Linked DNA regions of Oryctolagus cuniculus: region 1 is linked to region 2. The links are chromatin contacts, called in public Hi-C maps. All regions are on one chromosome and are shown on one strand. The core of a region is the stretch at or near the end of the contact, and the rest is flanking DNA. Distances in the headings are between cores, read along the strand shown. Region 1 holds the start of KLHDC1 (kelch domain containing 1). Region 2 holds the start of SOS2 (SOS Ras/Rho guanine nucleotide exchange factor 2).

Region 1 (6,633 bases), core at 1,328-3,827, 480 kb before region 2:
TCTGGGCCTCTGCCACCCACATGGGAGACCAGAATGTAATTCCTGGCTCCTGGCTTCAGCTTGGTTCAGCTCCTGCCATTGCGGCTATTTGGGGAGTGAACCAGCAGATGGCAGATTCTCTCTCTCTCTCTCTCCCCTTCTCTCTAGTAATCTTTTTTTTTTTTTTAACAAAACAAAAAATTTATTTATTTGAAAGGCAGAGAGAGAGAGAGAAATGCCATCTGCTGGTTCACTCCCCAAATGGCAGCAACAGCAGGAGCAGGGCCCATCCAAAGCCAGGAGTTAGGAGACTCAGCCAGGTCTCTCACATAGGCACAGGGTCCCAAGAACTTGGGCCATCTTCCGCTGCTTTCCCAGGCCATTAGCTGGGAGCTGGATTAGAAGTGGAGCAGCCAGGACAGGAGCCACCACCCATATGGGATGCCAACATCACAGGTGGCAGTTTTATCCACTGTACCACAAGGTGGCCCCTGAATTTGAGAATCCTGAATATGGATTGCAGATAAATTATATTAAAGAACAACTTAGTTTTCTTAGGTGGATATGTGAGTGTTCCAATTTTTAGAAAATATATACTGAAGTTTAACATGCCTACCAAAATGAAAACCGTACATACCTACATACAAACAAATGTAAAACTAGCAATAGTGTTATTAAACCTAAGTAATGGGTATTCCTTGAGGCCGGCCAGTGGGGCTGGGGGTCTGTGGGCCCCTCAGACACAGGTAGAACGTCCTGCACAAGCCGGCTGCCAGCTGTGGCTGGAAAGCCTGTCTCCAGGCCAACTGGCATCTCCCCCACTAACAGCTTCTTGTGCTGCCGGTGTGACCTGGCAGCTTTAAATCACACCTCCAGGGTGGGTGCAAGCTTTCACCCTGAGCTGGCAGGGGAAGGGGCTGAGTACCTGGGGAGAGCTGGACTGGCTCCAAGAGACCTTGGCTATCTTGTGTGACCTTGTGGTTTTAAACCATGCCTTTGAGTTAGTTGCAATCTTCCACCCAGAGCTAGCAGAGGAGGGCGCTGAGCCCCTAAAGAGTCTCCCGAAGACCCCCGCTATCTCCTTGAGCCCCAAGCTAATCGACATACCTATGTGAAACCCCTAGTCCAATGGGAACCTCCAACAGGATAACCCAATGAACAGATAGTAATGCCTTAAAAACCCAGGACACTTCCCCAGAGCCAGTGCCCCGCTCGGGCACTCCGCCTGGTCTCCTCTCCACCAGACACTTTCTCTGTCACTTGTCAATCAAACAAAAGTTTCTGCCTCTTTGCAAATTGTTTCCTGGCTTTTCACTTCAATACTGAGCTGAGGAAAAGAACCCTGAAGACTCACTCCAGCAACTGCCCTCCCCTCCTGACCGGTAACATTCCTCAAACTATTCTTTCTGCTTTTCTGTATGTTTGATATGTTTCATATTAAGAATTGGAAAGGAAAAATTTATCCAAATGCCCAGTTTCTTCTTACAATCTAACAGTGATTTCTGCCCCCCCCCCCATTTCCAGTGATTTCCTTTCTCCCATAAATTTTCAACGACTTCCCCTATGGCTCATACAGGTCCAATACTTGAATGAATAATTATATGCTGCTGACTCCAAAATCCTTATGTCCAGCTCCTTTGTCCCTTGGGCTTCAACGCCAATTCAATACGCCCCTAAAGGAACTTATCACCCCTCCCGAAGTCACCTTGACTTCTCCTCCCTTGCCCCACAAAGCTGAGGAGCGCTCACCGTCTTCCCTGTGAGACAAGGGCACACACACATACATCGTCCTCACGGGTCGGAAGGCTGCTCTGGAGTTCCCAAATCCACCCACCCCAAGGTGAAGGGCTGATGGTCTACACCTTGTTTATTCTATGCGTCTCTCAGTCTCTCAGCTTCATCTCCAGGGTCACAGCCTTTGGTTCAGAATCTCATCTTCTCTAGTTAACCACAATTTTCACTAAGTACTGAATACCTGGCATGCACCTGTGCTTCATGCTGTGGACCTATCCCTGAACACAAAACCCAGTAGGTCTGCTTTAACGACGCGTATAACCGATCAGAAGACACAGGAAATATAACCCCATGGGCCACAAGTGTGTTGTGAACGATCGAATTAGGGGAATGGGCATCAGCTCACACATCTGTTAGTTCCTCGTGGTGAAAACATTACAACCCTCTCCTCGCTATCTTGAAGCATACGTTTTTGTGAACTCCAGTCGCCCTGCTGTAGAACAGAACACAATCACTACCGGCTGGAGGCATTGGGGTCTCAAGTGGGGGCGTCGGCCATGGGCGTGGAGAGAACGGGACACGCTCGAGACACTGCAAAAGTAGGAACACAGGGACTTCTTGGCCGATCCGTTTCCAAGGAATGCGAGGAAAAGGGGCGTAGCTTGCCATCCTGGTCACTGGGAAGGAGACAGGAGCCCCTCACTAGGCTAACAGACTCCACCCCCAACTCCCAAGCAGGTGGCAGGGGTTCAAGCCCCGGCGCCATCTCCCCCCACCACCGGCACCACCCCGCCGCCTCTCGGCGCCAGGGCGCCCGGCTCCGCTTCCCCGGCGAGCGGCCGCGGCACGGCGCAGACGCACTGGCTCCGCCTTCCCACCAATCTCGACCCTCGGCGCGTTCCGTTTGTGCGTGCAGGGGCCGGGACGCGAGGAGAGGCCGCGCCGCGGGCAGGGGCTGCGGCGCGCCCAGTGGCCGGCGAGCGAGCGACGGCGCGGATGGCGGACTCGCGGCTGTTCTGCGTGGCCGAGGAGCGCAGCGGCCACTGCGCCGTGGTGGACGGAAACTTCCTCTACGTGTGGGGGGGCTACGTGGTAAGGGGAAGAGGCGGGACGGGGCGGACTCGCGCCGGGGCCCGCCCGCCCGGCGGGGGCCTGAGTGGACGCCGAGCGCCCGCCCACAGCCGCTCCGAGGCGGGGGCGCGTCTCGGGCCGGGGTCCGGCGCCCCCCGCGCCCCGCCGGCCGCTCCGCCTCCCGCCGCTGTCCCTGCCGCTCCAGGGCCGCCGCCGCCCCGCCGTTGCTTCCGCTGTGGGAGCCCTCAAGCCGGTGTTCCGGGGGCTCCTGCGACCCTGCGCCCACCCCCCCGAGCTGTCCAGTAACCCCCGCTGGCCCGACAGTCAGTTAAGCGCGATTAATTGTCGTCTTTAAAATCTCCCGGTGCAGACTTAAGCGGAGCTGAGGACAGAGTGCTGTAATAATTATCTTGTGCGGGATCCGAAATAAAATACCGAAATCACCGAAGCGTTTAAGTATTTCTAAGCTATTTTTAGTGGCATTTCTTTGCTAGTGGATCGTTAACGATTTTTTTGTTTGTTTCCTTGAGCCTCGAAGTTCCCGCATTAGCGCCACTATAGGGTGTAATGGCTTAACATTACAGTGGAGGTTTGAACGCGTGTGTTTTTGTTTGAAGCATCGTAGGATCATAGAAGCATCCTACGGCTGGAAAACAAGTCAGTATTGTATGCCAGCCTCCCGAGTTGGCAGGTTTTAGAAAGTAGCCACTGAAACTATTACTTGTGACTTGTGTTCCGAATCTGTTGTGACGGAGCTGTACTACGACTGCCCCACGTTGAAATAAAGTACATACTATGTGTGTTGAAGAAGCCTCAGATCCTGGTTGGTTTTGTGTGTGTGTTCTTAATTTAGTGCAGTATCAGGATGGGAAAATTAGTGCTAATCTCAGTGCTTACTATACCTGGCTTATACTAGGTACTCATCTCCCTTAGTTTGAGTAATCCTATCACCCTGGGAGGTAGGTGATATCCTCATTCTATAAATGAGGACGATGAATCAGTGAGAGTCATTTTCATCGTCATTTGATTTTTTTTAAAGAATTATTTTTTATTTATTTGAAAGAGTCACAGAGAGAGGCAGAAACAAAGAGAGGTTTTCCATCCACTGGTTCACTCCCCAGATGGCCGCAATGGTCAGAGCTGCACCAATCCCAAGCTAGGATCCAGGAGCTTCTTCTGGGTCTCCCACGTGGGTGCAGGGGCCCAAGCACTTGGGCCATCTTCCACTGCTTTCCCAGGCCATAGCAGAGAGCTAGATCAAATATTTTCACTATTTGCTCTTGGTGAAAAAATAATCTAGATAGAATGATGATGGTGGGTGTAAGAAATATGTTGACTATTTTTGAACTCTGCCACTTCAAGATACAGAGGTGTCACACTTCCCATATCATTCCTAATACTGTAATAATTAAGTGGGAGAAAAGGATTTAAACAGTAATCTATAATGTCCCCCATCTGTGTCTGTGTGGATTGGATTTGAGCCCATAAATGAAATGTCTCATATCAGTGCATATTTGGGGACCTCAATATTTTACAAGTCATTTTAATCTTGACAGTTGTATAACTGATAAGATTCCAGTTCTTTGGGTAACAGCTACTGATCTGAAACACCCTGCCGTCCCCTGATCTAATCAGGATGTGCTGTAAGGCCAGCCCTGGGAAGTACAAGATTTAGGTCCTGAGTCTTCTGCTGTTTAAATGCCAGGGATCATCAGCAGTTAGTGCCTGACGCCTAGTGGAAGGAAAGGAAGTGTGGGAGGTAGAAATGAAGACAAGGCACGTCCTGTGGAAAAGTAGGACCCTTCAGAACCAAAGACAGCCAGGGGCCCTGCAACCTGGAGGTATTCCAGCGGCCGTGGTAAAGAATAAAGATTGGCTTCTTCCAGTCGTGATTTTCCTCTTCATTTAACATGGCGTGTGTTAATCCTAAAATGTTCATGTCTAAATAGCCTACTGCTCTGTTGACAGACACATTCTGAAGTCCATTGTATCTGAAAATAGCCCTGCTTCTAGAGAGAACTGCCAAAGGCAAGTGGCAGATTCTGGTTGATGCCAGAATATTCTGGATCTTGCTATGCATTCTTTTAACATTACTGAAATTCACGACAATTCTGCCACTAGGAAGCGTGAGAGTTAGGTGAGTTTTCCCAGATGTTGAAGGGCCAGCTCAGCGGCTTAGCAAGTTCATAGATGGTCTGTTTTTCTCTCACAGCCTTAAGTATTTGAACGGTTTTATTTCCATAATACAATTATTTCCATAATACTACATTTTGCTCTGAACTTTTCCTTGTGGAAAGTACTGTGTATTTTCTGTAATGTATACTATGTATTTCTGTAGTGAATATGGATGGACTTAAAGAAGGGATCAATTGAGAAAATGTTTGAAAAGAGCAGCATATGTATCAGATGTTAAAACATGATTCCATAATAACTAAACTACTGGTCGTGATGCAAGTAGAGAGAGCATGATAGAATCAGCAAGAAATTACATGAACATCCAAGCTTATAAGTGTATTTTGTACGTAAGGGATAGAATTTTAAGCTTGGAGAAATACTGATTTATGAAATGAATGATCCTAGGATCGCTGAATGAAGATATTCCTGGGATCTTAGGACTGAAGCTTTAAGGTATAGAAGAATAAGCCGTACAATACTGGAAGAGAACACATGACTTAGGAAATCTTGAACTAGAAAAAGAAATCTGGTTTGGGGAAAATACTATAAAGGAAAAGGTTGCAAGATGAACTTTGAAAAGATTCAAAACTGGTTTTTAAACACCACAAAATGAGAAGACAGTGGGAAGATATTTGTAGCATAGCCGATAGGCCAAGATCCTATAAAAAATCATTGTCTCCACGGAAAATGGGACATACATCAGCACAACTGTTTACAAAAGAAAAGTGTGATGTGAATCAAAAAAATGCACCTGAGAGTGAGATTTTTTTGTGTCTAATTTGCAAAATTTTAAAAATTTTGGGGGCTGGCTCTGCGGCTCACTAGGCTAATCCTCTGCCTGCAGCGCCAGTACTCTGAGTTCTAGTCCCATTTGGGGCGCCAGTTCTGTCCCGGTTGCTCCTCTTCCAGGCCAGCTCTCTGCTGTGGCCCGGGAAGACAGTGGAGGATGGCCCAAGTGCTTGGGCCCTGCACCCGCATGGGAGACCAGGAGAAGCACCTGGCTTCTGGCTTCGGATCGGCGCAGCACCAGCCATAGCAGCCATTTGGGGAGTGAAGCAACAGAAGGAAGACCTTTGTCTCTCTCTCTCACTGCACTAACTCTGCCTGTCCCCCCCCCAAAAAAAATTGGGGTGGACAGCATAGGGAAATGAATTACTAAAACAGTGGTAATGGGAATAAAAAATTGGGTAACAGAGGTTTACCAGTGTGTATCTTCTTTAAGCTAATTGTTTGCCTTTATATATTCATAAATGGTATGTCCTACAGGAGACATTTATCATTCTTGTTTCATGTCAGAGTTGGAACCTCCTTTTTGTATTTGTGGTGTTCCCTCATGAGTGAGTCTTGTCTGGCTATTTATTTTAGTTGTCACACTGCCTCCTACCACTCCCATGGAAGGTAAATTCTATAGGTAGTTTGTTCTCTTGTATCCTTAGTGTCTAGAATTGGTTATAATTAGGAGTAAGTATCCAATAAAAAGAACTTGAATGGGAAGACCAGGTTTCCAGCCTCACTTGCAGCTAGGTTTTGACAAGCGGCTTGGACTCTGTTGTTGAGAGAAATCTGTACTAGATTTGGATTTAGGAATGAAGATGTTTAAAAACGGAGACCTGTACAGGATTTGTACTCTACGATAGAATTTTGGTGTGCAAGGCAGTGCTGCAGGCTGCATGT
Region 2 (6,307 bases), core at 2,251-4,750:
CATGCTCCATGGTAACACCAACAAAAGAAAAAAATATTACAGTAAAATCCGGGTAGTTTTATATAGCTAGTCAACTGCAGAAAGGAAGCGAAATTCTAGATGCTTGAAATGTAAAGGCAGTCTCCCCAGAAGTGGCAGAAATCCTCACTGCACAAAGACATGGTTACAGACACCACAATTTGAAATTTTCAGCAAAAGAAGAATGAACTTCAAGTCCCTTAAGAGCTACAACTTGGGGCCGGCGCTGTGGTGTAGTGGGTTAAAGCCATGGCCTGAAGCGCCAGCATCCCATATGGGCGCTGGTCCTAATCCCATCCAGCTCTCTGCAATGGCCTGGGAAAGCAGTGGAGGATGGCCCAAGTCCTCGGGCCCCTGCACCCACGTGAGAGAGCTGGAAGAAGCTCCTGGCTTCGGATCAGCGCAGCTCCAGCTGTTGTGGCCATCTGGGGAGTGAACCAGCAGATGGATGACCTCTCTCTCTCTCTACCTCTCTCTGTAACTCTTTCACATCTCTCTGCTGTGGCCCGGGAGTGCAGTGGAGGATGGCCCAAGTGCTTGGGCCCTGCACCCCATGGGAGACCAGGAGAAGCACCTGGCTCCTGCCTTCGGATCAGCGTGGTGCGCCAGCCACAGCGCACCGGCCGCGGTGGCCATTGGAGGGTGAACCAACAGCAAAGGAAGACCTTTCTCTCTGTCTCTCTCACTGTACACTCTACCTGTCAAAAAAAAATCTTTAAAAAAAAAAAGAAAAAAGAGCTACAACTTTTAGCAGACACTACAAACCCACATGTTGCAATGTCTCCAACACCACAAAATGATATAATCCAGATTACTCTGACCAAAAATTTTCCAAAAACATAAAAAATGCACCTCAGTTCTATAAGAGCAAGTTAATAAGTTTTTTTTTGTTTTTTGTTTTTTGTTTTTTTTTTGGACAGGCAGAGTGGACAGTGAGAGAGAGAGAGAAAAAGGTCTTCCTTTGCCGTTGGTTCACCCTCCAATGGCTGCCGCGGCCGGCGCGCTGTGGCTGGCACATTGCGCTGATCCGAAGGCAGGAGCCAGGTGCTTATCCTGGTCTCCCATGGGGTGCAGGGCCCAAGCACCTGGGCCATCCTCCACTGCACTCCCGGGCCACAGCAGAGAGCTGGCCTGGAAGAGGGGCAACCAGGACAGAATCCGGCACCCCAACCGGGACTAGAACCTGGTGTGCCGGTGCCGCAAGGCGGAGGATTAGCCTAGTGAGTCGCAGCACCGGCCTCTAAGTTTTTTTGTTTGTTTGTTTGTTTTGTATTTGCCTCAAAAGACTAAACTTTCTTAGATGTATTTATTTCTTAGGCATAGACAATACCATAAATGTAGCATATGACAACATAGTATCCACATAAGGTACCTATATTCCAGGAAACAAGTAGGACATACAAATGCAAAGTAACAGCACCAAAGCAATGTACTAGGATGGGATGCTAGTCCTAGCTTTGTTTCCAGCTCAATCTGAAAAATTAATCTGTATCAGTACATGAAGAATTATTAGAGTCAAAGCTACCAATTAAGTAAATCATGCAACACCCACTCCAATGCCATTTGCTACCAGAAAGTACTAACGGTTATACACCTGTGTCCCAATGCTACCCATAAGGCCTGCCTGACAACCGCACTCACACTTCTGTGTGGCAGCAGGGCTAATTAATATCTAAGCATTTCCCTCTTTTTAATTTAGGCCAGGTTTCATTATCACTACTCAGCACACTTTCCATTTCTTTCCCTTTCTGTACAGAACTGGGCTGTACATGGAAGAAAAGTCACTTTAATGTCCCGCTTTAGCACTTGCTCTAGCAGTGAAATAACTCTGCAGCCCCCTCAGTCACCTCCACCAAGTTCTCTAAAAACACAGGACTTGGTGTTTGCTCCACGAGAAGCAGCAACAAGTCTTTGTGAGAAGGAAAATCTGAAACTTCAAATGCATGAGGACAATGTTTTTACCTTTAAAACACATGTCTTACTTTCATTTATGAAACTGAATGTGCAAAGACTTATTTTCCAAGCGCTGTCTTTTACGTTTTTATTATTTTATATTCCTTCTTACTTGGCACAGAAGGCAGAAGGGACTAAGTTTGCATCAAGGGCAAAGGGAGCCCACGTTCAGCTGCCATTTACGGCCTTCCAATGTGCTTGGACCTCAAAAAGGATTTCTTATAAAAATGACCGTGTGATTAGTAATTAAAATCACAGAGGAAGCCTGACGCCGCGGCCTCCCGAAGAGATGCGCCCTAGCAATGCACTCAAACTCCAAAGATGGATTTCGATGAGCTTGCCCCTGGTTTGTTCCTTAAAATCCCTCCGAGTCCTCCATCGCACCTAGGGAAGACACGCACGGAATTCTTTAAGGGAAATCTTCTGTAAGACACCTTTGGCAGGAAGCGGGAGGCGCTTTAAGTTCACCTTGAGAGCTGCAAAGGTGAGAATCCTGACTCACTGACATTCACACACGGGCTAAAGAGCCGGGCTACCAAAAAACAAAAACAAAAAAGCTCTGCCTCTCCGGCAGTGGGACCCTTAGACCAGCACACTGCCTACGGGGGGCTGCCCCCCAAAGTCATTACCCCGCCCCCAAAAGGTGTTTTTGTTTCAGAAACTGTCTGAACGCCAGCGGGACCTTCTCGTGCCGAATTCAGCCCGAGGACAACAAATTGGTCAACGGCGGAAGTTGCCTTTCGAAACGACTGCAACATGAAATCCAGTTTTATGATCATAACAAAACCTTCCTTCCGGGATCAGGCAAAAAAAAAAAAAAAAAAAAAAAAAAAAAAAAAAAAAAAAAAAAAAAAAAAAACTTGAGAAAAGGTCTTTCTGGATGCAACGGGCAATCGCTGACCCTCCCGTCGCCAGCCAAAAACACACAGCTCGGCCCCGGGGTCCCGAGCCCTCGGAGGACGAGCTGCGCCCCGGCAGACCCTCCAGGGGGCCCCCGTGCCGGACACCTCGGCCGCCCGCTGCGCCGATGCAGCCCGCGGCCGCCCCGGCCCTTCCCTCGGCCGTCCCGACCCCAGCACTGACCTTCCGCAGGGCCGGGACCAACAATCCCCGCCATTTCGGGCTGTTCTCCTCGCTGAAGAACTCGTACAGCTGCGGCGCCTGCTGCATGGCCCCGGCAGCAGCGCCTCCGCATCGGGGGCGGCCCGTGGGCCGGGCCGGGCCGATGGCCTGACAGGCAGGGCACGGGCCGCCTCGCCTCGCCTCGCCGGCGGCCGCCGCCTGCCGCCCGGGCCCAGGCGGCTGGGAGGCGGCGCCGGCGGGCGGGCGGGCGGGGACCCGGGGACGGCTTCCTCGGCCCGGGCGGCCCCGCTGTCGCGCAGCTCCCTCAGAGGAAGCGCCGCGGCCCGCGAGCCCGGGCGACCCCCGGTGGCGACCTCCTTTCGCCGCGGCGCTGGCCGGCTTCTCGGGCGGCTCCTCCTCCTTTGTCTGGGTCCGAAGCCCTGAAGGTTTCAGCCGGCCTCACCCCCGCCCAGACTCCCGCTACGGCCGCGGCGGGCGGAGAGCGGCGGCGGCGGCGGCTGCTGCTCGTCTCCTCATCGCCTCATCCCCGCCCTCTCGGCCCGCAACACCGCCCGGCTCGGCCCAGCCCTGCCCGCCCGAGTCACCTCCAGAGGGCCCTGCGGACTGACGGGGCGCGCGCGTCGGGCGGGAGAGCCACACTCGCGCGGACGGAGCTGGCCGCCGCCGCCGCCGCCGCCGCCGCCCCCGCCCCTTCAGCAGCGGCGCAGAGAGCGCGGAGGCCGCAGACGAGCTCCGGGGCCCCGCACTCGCAGCTCGGCCCGCCCCCTCGGCCCGGCACTCATCGTCCCCGGCCGCCGGAGAAGCCCCGCACGGAGCATGCGCGCCGCGGAGCTGGCAGCGGCGCCGGCCAGGCGCGGAGGTGCTGGGGCCAGGGGGCCCGCCGGGGGGTCCGCCTCTCCCGGGAGCTTCGCCTATTCCAGACAGACTCGGCAAAGTTACTGACTCTTTTTACGCATACTCTTCTTCCTCCCCTCTAGCTTCCCAAGGCAATCGCGATTCGGTGCGGCTCTTGAGGAGTCCGTGGACTGCGGTGGTGGGAGACGGTCTAGGGTTGGTGAGGGAAAAGGGCTTTGGGGTTAGACACTGTAATTAACGTGTTTGTGGCGGACTTGGCTCCTTTGGATATAGGAGACGGTAACTTTCACTTGGTGATGCTGTGGGGAGCCGAGAAGAGACGGCTTGGAAATCTCTTAGCCCTCGGTGGCAGGGCCAGAAGTGGCAAATGACAATGACGTCCATCAAGCTTGAAGTGAAAGGTCCCTCACTTGCACAGGCCCCTGTGTGTTCACAAAATCAGATCATTAAAAAAAAAATCAGTAGATATTTTTGAGCTATTAATCTATCCTCCACTTTGTGTAGGCTTCGGGTCCTACCGAATCTGGATCCGATCCTGCGAGGAGGTATTTACTCGTTAGCAACTCCCAGTAAGATCTCCGACCTTAAGCTTTTCCAAGTTGAAGAAGCATAGACTCTGGAAACTGTATGATTAGCACAAATTCCATCTCATGAAAGATACTGAGCACATGACTATTAACCTGCTGTAAAGAGGACAATCAGTCCTTCACGCCCTGTCCCTGGCCACCAGTGAGGAAGGGAAAGACAAGCTCCAAAAAACCAAGTCTGTGCCACAATTTCAGGCCCAGGACCAGTGGCTGAACAATTATCCTCCCCCCAAAAACGCATCGTGTGTTCAGCTTGGCAAAATCAAAAGGGCAGAGTGGGAAAACTTAAAGAGATCATTTTTAATCAAGTACCCAATGAGTCAAGAATGTCGTGTAATAAATGGGCACATCCACATTCCCCGCACTTGGGATAGTGGAAGCTTGTATTTCTACAATTAATCTTAGTGTGTGAGGGCTAAGACCTGCTTATATACAGTGTCCTCACATCTCTCTCCTGTTCCCAGCCCCCAGCCATAAACTACCAGGCTGTCGCTGTATCTTCTCCTGGGAGAGTCAAGTTGTTAGTGGTAAGTTTCATTCTTGGCCAAGGATATTAGAAGGCTTTTTCTAGGGCAGATCTGGCCTGAAGACATATTTTGTTTGGCCAAGGTTGTATTTAAGTTTTTGACATTGTGGTTCACATTTTACAACCCAGAGATTACATATAAAAATGTGTATTTCCAGCTTCTCTTGACAAAGATCCAGCTACAGGGAGTCCTACGGCATTTACGCAAGGGAATACTGAGCAGGCGCAGGTAGTGGCTACCCTCTTTAGAAAAGTATGCCATCCCATTTCCAGTTGGCTGTCCTCCCCACCTGGCACTGCTCACTCTTTTATGTAACCTGCGCCGTCTCTGCAGGCGCCTGAGTTGTGATCTCTGGGCTGGAAATATGATCCATGTGGGATCATCCAAGAGTGACACCAGAAGAGTTCCCCAACCAGACAAATGAGCCATCCAGAAAAAAATATTAGATTCATACCCACACTCGACACGAGGATAGATTCCAGATATGTCAAAGATTTAACTGTCAGAAATAAAGCCATAAAGTTATAAGCTCAGAGTACAAAAGACCTTTTCATATGACACAAAATCTAGAAGAGAGATAAATTCAACTTTAAAAAGAAAGCCATAAACTAAGCCAAAAGGCAAATAGCAAACTGGAAAAAAATATCTGTAGCTCATCTTTGAAGAGTTAATTTCTTTAACATATAGGCAAGGTTTTACAAATAAAATTTAAAATAGCCGGTGCCGCGGCTCACTAGGCTAATCCTCCGCCTAGCGGCGCCAGCACACCGGGTTCTAGTCCCGGTCGGGGCGCCGGATTCTGTCCCGGTTGCCCCTCTTCCAGGCCAGCTCTCTGCTGTGGCCAGGGAGTGCAGTGGAGGATGGCCCAAGTGCTTGGGCCCTGCACCCCATGGGAGACCAGGAGAAGCACCTGGCTCCTGGCTCCTGGCTCCTGCCATCGGATCAGCGCGGTGCACTGGCCGCAGCGCGCTGGCCGCGGCGGCCATTGGAGGGTGAACCAATGGCAAAGGAAAACCTTTCTCTCTTTCTCTCTCTCTCACTGTCCACTCTGCCTGTCAAAAAAAAAAAAAATTAAATTAATGGGGGAAAGGATAAAAGATATGAAAATACAGTTCACAGAAAATGAAACCTAAATGTCTCTTAAACACATTAAAAATACTGAAGCTTACTCTCATTAAAAAACTACAAATTTGGGGTGGGCACTATGGCATAGTAAGCTAAGCCTCCACCTGCGGTACTGGCATCCCATAAGGGTACCAGTTCAAGTCCTGGCTGCTCCACTTC

What was found. Hi-C and Micro-C count contacts between places; a contact is called where the count stands out from the background.
Region 1: a Hi-C map of psoas muscle shows a contact between it and region 2, with 6 times the contacts expected there. The contact joins the promoter of KLHDC1 here to the promoter of SOS2 in region 2. A contact is called at or near these places in 2 of 6 Hi-C or Micro-C datasets (psoas muscle and an unstated tissue).

The regions. Positions count from the first base shown.
Region 1 is chr12:26,370,263-26,376,895 of mOryCun1.1, reverse strand. KLHDC1 (kelch domain containing 1) reads left to right here and starts at 2,577. Exons shown (of 14, transcript XM_070053695.1): 1 at 2,577-2,805. The coding sequence starts at 2,710.
Region 2 is chr12:25,886,964-25,893,270 of mOryCun1.1, reverse strand. It overlaps SOS2 (SOS Ras/Rho guanine nucleotide exchange factor 2), which reads right to left and starts at 3,500. Exons shown (of 23, transcript XM_002718299.5): 1 at 3,055-3,500. The coding sequence starts at 3,141.